2 separate regions of the Mus musculus genome follow, and region 1 is linked to region 2. A link is a contact called in public Hi-C data. All regions are on one chromosome and are shown on one strand. The core of a region is the stretch at or near the end of the contact, and the rest is flanking DNA. Distances in the headings are between cores, read along the strand shown.

Evidence for each region. A called contact is a pair of places that touch in the nucleus more often than the background predicts.
Region 1: a contact with region 2 is called in a Hi-C map of cortical neurons, with 1.9 times the contacts expected there. The contact joins two enhancer-like sites. A contact is called at or near these places in 3 of 484 Hi-C or Micro-C datasets (cortical neurons, cranial neural crest and forebrain).

The regions. Positions count from the first base shown.
Region 1 is chr12:82,997,906-83,001,021 of GRCm38.p6, reverse strand. The region is part of intron 3 of Rgs6 (regulator of G-protein signaling 6); the gene reads right to left. It overlaps Gm31308 (a long non-coding RNA gene), which reads left to right. Exons shown (of 2, transcript XR_381770.3): 2 at 1,343-1,745. Among named protein-coding and RNA genes, the nearest start is that of Gm31308, 5.1 kb to the left of the region's middle. Within about 2 kb of position 1,556, at least 19 of the 459 cell types and tissues checked have an H3K27ac peak or open chromatin away from gene starts, as enhancers often do. A contact at or near this core is called in cortical neurons, where this site is marked.
Region 2 is chr12:82,860,039-82,862,857 of GRCm38.p6, reverse strand. All of the region lies in intron 2 of Rgs6 (regulator of G-protein signaling 6), which reads right to left. Among named protein-coding and RNA genes, the nearest start is that of 1700085C21Rik, 78 kb to the left of the region's middle. Within about 2 kb of position 1,422, at least 3 of the 459 cell types and tissues checked have an H3K27ac peak or open chromatin away from gene starts, as enhancers often do. A contact at or near this core is called in cortical neurons, where this site is marked.

The sequences.
Region 1 (3,116 bases), core at 307-2,806, 140 kb before region 2:
AGAGTGTTGTTTCCACAACTCAAGTCTACCAAGCCTGATAGGATTTGGGAATATTCATATTCTCTCTCTCTCTCTCTCCCTCTCCCTCTCCCTCTCCCTCTCCCTCTCCCTCTCCCTCTCCCTCTCTCTCTCCCTCTCTCTCCCTCTCTCTCTCCCTCTCTCTCTTTCCCTTCCTCCCTCCCTCTCTCTCCTCCCCTCTCCTCATCTCCCTCCCTGTCACCATCCCCTCCCCTTCTCCCCTATCTCCCTGTCTCTCTCCTTTCCCTCTCCTCTCCCCCCTCTCATTGTCCCCTTTCCCTTTCCTCCCTATCCCCTCTCCTGCCCCTCCCCTATTCCTCCCCCATTTTCACTGCTATTTCTGCTTTTCTGCTTAAACAGATACTGTGGTCTTTTAAAAATTCCCACTTGGCCATGTCACCCTCACTTGAAGCCCTCGACGTTTCCCCCCCACTGCGTTCAAGAGTCACGTCTCCCGGGCTCCGGCCTCACTCCTCCCAGTTTTTTGGCCGCAGCCTGGCTCATCCTCCCTGCCAGAGTCCTTTCCATAACGAGGACTTTGCATGAGATGCTGCCTGGTACGAGTTGCTTGAGTTGCTTTTCTCCCTGTTGTGACCAAAATGTGTCATAGCAGCGACTTATGGGAAGAGGAGTTTCTTTTGGCTCCTATTTCGGGGACTTTGGTCTATTGTAGTAGAGAAGGCAAGGTCAAGTTCATGGTAGCAGGAGCACGGCAGGAAGGCTTGTTCACACTGTGTGGGCCAGGAAGCAGAGAATGCAGACCGGAGCCAGAGCCAGAGCCAGAGCCAGAGAGCCAGAGCCAGAGAGCCAGAGCCAGAGAGCCAGAGCCAGAGCCAGAGCCAGAGCCAGAGCCAGAGCCAGAGCCAGAGCCAGAGCCAGAGCCAGAGCCAGAGCCAGAGCCAGGGATCACCTTCAAAGGCCTGTTCCCAGGGACCTGCTTCTACCAGCCAGGCCTTACCTCCTAAATGTTCCACAGCCTTCAAAAACAATACTGCCAACTAAAGACTAAGTCTTCAAATCATGACCCTGTGGGAGACATTTGAGACCCAAACAGTGACATGTTCCCTTGGCCTAGGTGTCTTCTTTCAGCCATCTCTCTTGTCTAGCCCCAACACATATGTCCTGTCTTGGCTTACTGCTCAGCCCTGTCTTCTCTATTATGGTACACTTCGCCCCTGAATACCACCAGGCATTCACTAAGTGTGTGATTTCATCCCTAACATTTCCTTCCATTGGACCCTACACTTCATATGGTTACCCTTGACTTGTTCTCACAGTATCTACCACCTTCTTCAGTAGCTGTTAACATTCCTTCTTGGCACAGGAAATATTAGCTCGATAAGTGAATAATTAAAGACACCAGACAGATGGAGGACATGGTGGAGAAGAATCAGAAGATGACAGAGGGCTGGAGGGATAAAGGAGCTGGAGAATTAACATCTGGCCTCTTGGAGGAGAGAGACTCACCAGCCCACTGTGGATGAAGCTGCACCCAGTTAGCTCAATGCCTTTCTTCATCAAAATACACGGGCAACTATTAAGTCACGTGTGTTGGATGCCCTCTGAGAGCAGGGCCAACGCCCCTTTGCCTTGGCCAATTACCGCTAATGACTTCTCAAACACGACAGCTGTTATTCTTAACTACTGAAGCAATCAGCCAAACCAGTGTTCAACTTTTCCCCCAATGTTTGAATCACTTTAAAATAAAAGTAGAAATTGGAAATGTAGCAGTGTCTTCAGAATAAATTAGTGAGGATCTGTGGGAGAGAAAAACAACTAACACTTATGTGAGATACGGCAACGCTTCCTTCCAAGGGCAATTTATATAAGCAAACCGTTTGGGGGGCTGGTTTTAGTTGACTGATTCACGAGTTTGTATTTGCAAGGTATGTCTCAATGCCAGCTTCTTCGTCTAGCTTAGGAGCCCAGCCTCCTAAACCCTGGACACCATCCTGCAGAACGAAGCTTGAGAATAGCTCTCGATGACTGATGTTTGCCTATAGCCCCAGAAAGGAAGAACCACTGATCTCAAAGGGTCTGCTTGCTATATCTTAGCCCTGGAATGAGAGCCAAAACACTTGGCTTGAGCTCCAGCCTCACTGGGAGATAGCTTTGAGACATTGGGAAGCTCATGCAGCCAACTTGTGGAAATCCAGACTCCTAGTGTTACATCATTGGATGAATCATTGGATGAGATCACAAAAGGCCTTGAACCCCAGTCTTCTGCTGTTTCTGAGGCTTTCTCATCCCTGCAGCGATCGTGTTGAGCCGCCTGGCTCAGACAAGCACCAAGACTCCTGGGAAGCCAGTGCAGATGCTGAATTCAGGGAACTACCACCTCTAGCCTCCCTCATTCCTCGCCCCTCCCCACCTCTAGCCTCCCTCATTCCTCACCTCTCCCCAGTCTTTTTTCCCCTCTGAACGTCTTTCACTCAGACATTCTAGATCTGAGGAGACCATTTCTTAGGTATGTGTCCTGGCTACTTTTGTGTCAACTTGACACAGGCTGGAGTTATCACAGAGAAAGGAGCTTCAGTTGAGGAAATGCCTCCATGAGATCCAACTGTAAGGCATTTTCTCAATTAGTGATCAAGGGGGAAAGGCCCCTTGTGAGTGGGACCATCTCTGGGCTGATAGTCTTGGTTCTATAAGAGAGCAGGCTGAGCAAGCCAGGGGAAGCAAGCCAGTAAAGAACATCCCTCCATGGCTTGTGTATCAGCTCCTGCTTCCTGGCCTGCTTGAGTTCCAGTCCTGAATTCCTTGGTGATGAACAGCAGTATGGAAGTATAAGCCGAATAAACCCTTTCCTCCCTAACTTGCTTCTTGGCCATGATGTTTGTGCAGGAATAGAAACCCTGACTAAGACAGTATGTGACAGCATTAGATCACATTTTTCTTCCAAGACAATTAAGATTTACAATGAAAAAAAATTTACAATGGACACTATGATACTATATCCTTCCTTCTTCCCAACAGACTGGTCAGCACTGCCATCTGGAGACACCACTGTCTCCTTTCACAGAGCTCCTGTGAAAAGCTGCTCTCAAGAACTATGGCTCTCTCTACCCTTTTGTTTGGTTTTCCTCAATGATAAAGAC
Region 2 (2,819 bases), core at 173-2,672:
CTATTTCCTTTTCTTTGAGAGTGTGCCTCCTCTGCCACGGCACCTTACTAACTAACTAACCAACTTCTGTGGTTATTTAAATTAGACATTTTTATCAGGACACCAATAGCATAGACATTCACAGACATTCAGACCAACACTTAATAAATGGAACCTTATGAAACTAAAAGAAAAGAAAAGAAAAGAAAAAAAAAGAAAAAGAAAACCTTCTATATAGCTAAAAAACACCATCATTTGAGCCAACTAGCAACCTACAGAATGGGAAAAAAATCTTTATCCACTATACCAATTATATAGGGGGTTGGAATTTAGAATATAAAAGGAACTAATACAAACAAGCAAATAGAAAAAATCGAACATCAAGAAAACAAACAACCCAATTAAAAATGGAGTGCAGAACTACAGAAAGCTCTAAAAAGATGAAACACAAATAGTCGAGAAACACTTTTTAAATGTTCAACTTTTAGCTAGCACGGAGAAATAGAAATTAAAACTATATTGAGATTTTTATCTTACCTCTAGTCAGAAAGGCCAAAGTCAAGAAAGTAAATGACAACCCACTCTGGTGAAGGGGACACTTATTCATTGTTGATATTATGACAAATGGGAAAACTATTGAAATACATACATACATATATATATATATATATATATATATATACATACATATATATAAATGAAAATCAATCTACCTCAAAATCTAGCTTTACTACTCTTGGGCACACACAAAGGCCTCTACATCTTATCACACAGGTACTTGCTTGCCCATGTTCATTGTAGCTCTGTTCACCATAGCCAGGAATTGGAAACACTTTAGATGTCCACCAACTAATGAATAGATAATGAAAATTTGGTTCATTTACAAAATGGAATATTATTATTCAGCTGCTAAGAAAAAATGAAATTATGAAATTGGGCTGGAGAGATGGCTCAGTGGTTAAGAGCACTGACTGCTCTTCCAGAGGTCCTGTGTTCAAATCCCAGCAACCACATGGTGGCTCACAACCATCCGTAATAAGATCTGATGCCCTCTTCTGGGGTGTCTGAAGACAGATACAGTGTACTTACATAAAATAAATAAATAAATCTTGAAAAAAAAGAAAAAATAAAATTACAAAATTGGTGAGCAAGTGCAAATATTTAGAAATAGTCATCAAGTGTGTGAGATAACACAGACCCCTAAAGACAAATGTTTCATGTTTTCTCTATGTGGATATTAGCTTTTAAGCCTTTCATAGATTTATTTCAAGTCACTTTAGATGGACATGAGGCTGAGCATTCAGAGCCTTGATTGATGTGGCTATGAGATAGGAAAGTGTAAAGATAGAAAACAACAAATGAACGGAAGGACAGGAGGGGCTATGGATGAAAACACAAGCAAGCATCCAGGCTGTGGTCCAGCCTAAAGCCTGATCTGGCAGGTGGGCAGCCTGAACAGAACAGCTTGCCAGTCTCCATCTCCCAACTATTTTAAGAAAGTAGTGACTGATGTTTAGAACAGACTGAATTCCCTTATTAGAGGAATCAATGCATCTTCCACAAAGCAACAGCCAAGAAGAATTTTTCAATTACTCAAACAGGACAGGCTAATTAAGTCACTTTAGAGAATCAAACAAATTAAATGCATGTAATCCCCAAACAGTGCAGAGACTGTCACAGTTAGACTGTGCCACAGGACCCATCCAGGTGGTAGAGAGCTCAGTCTAACCACTGCTCCACCATGTGGGAGAAGCACCTTCTACACAAATGGCTATCCAATACGTTTATTTACAAGAGAATAGAATGAGTCAAATTTGGACCGTGGGCCAGTTTGCTGACCTCTAGCTTATACCAATCATGAGTAATGGAAACAGCACCCCTCCCCAGGCTCAGGCCTGTGCCTCATAATATCTTACCAAAGGTTTAGTCCTCCAGTCAGCCAAACAATGGAACTCCTTTTCAGGTTTCAGAATGGCCTGTGGGAACAGCCACATACTGTGGGGAACACATAGCAAGGCTCCCACACTGAGTGTCTCCTAAGTGACTCACAAGAACTCACACATGAGTCCTCCCTTAAGCCAGCAGCTTCAAGAGTAACTGTGATCCACAGGCTATAGGAGTCAGTGTTTACAACTCTGAATAGTGCACGGATCCATTTAAGCCATCTTTTCACAAATCTTAGACTTCCAGCATTGTCTTAAATTAGGCAGGCCAATCACAGTGGTGCTTACACACCACACTCTCTCACACACTTTATTTTGTGCATGCGTGTGTGTGTGTGTGTGTGTGTACACAATCCACACATATACCTTTACTGAAGTAATACAATGGATGACGATACTTTGCAATGGAAAACCACAACGGTCACTGTCTCAGATGACAGGCCAGCATCCTATCCTGTCTTCACTGGCTCTTCACTTACCATGCACACTCACTTACAAATCAGTTCCCTCTCTTTCTCTCCTTCATTGGCTAGGACACTGTCCCATTCTCTCACACGCTCAAACAGAAACTCTAGCACTGAGCAGCAGGTGTGGCAGTACACGTCAATACCTGTTTTCGAAGGCGACACAGGACTCCAAGGGTATACCACAGAACGCCAGTTTGGGAGCCACCACTATAGACACTGGATTTCTTAATCCTCCTCAGACTTCTGCAGTGACTTTGGATCTCCCAGACCTCTGCAGCATCTGTAATCTTCACTGCTCAGTGCTCTCAGTCCCAGTGAATACGCTTCTTCCTCGCTGCATCGATCACAAGCTCTTTGATGCCAGAGAAGGTAGGAGATGCTTCACAAGAGACTCGGGTCCAGCTCCGAGTCACAACTGTCAGAGTCACTC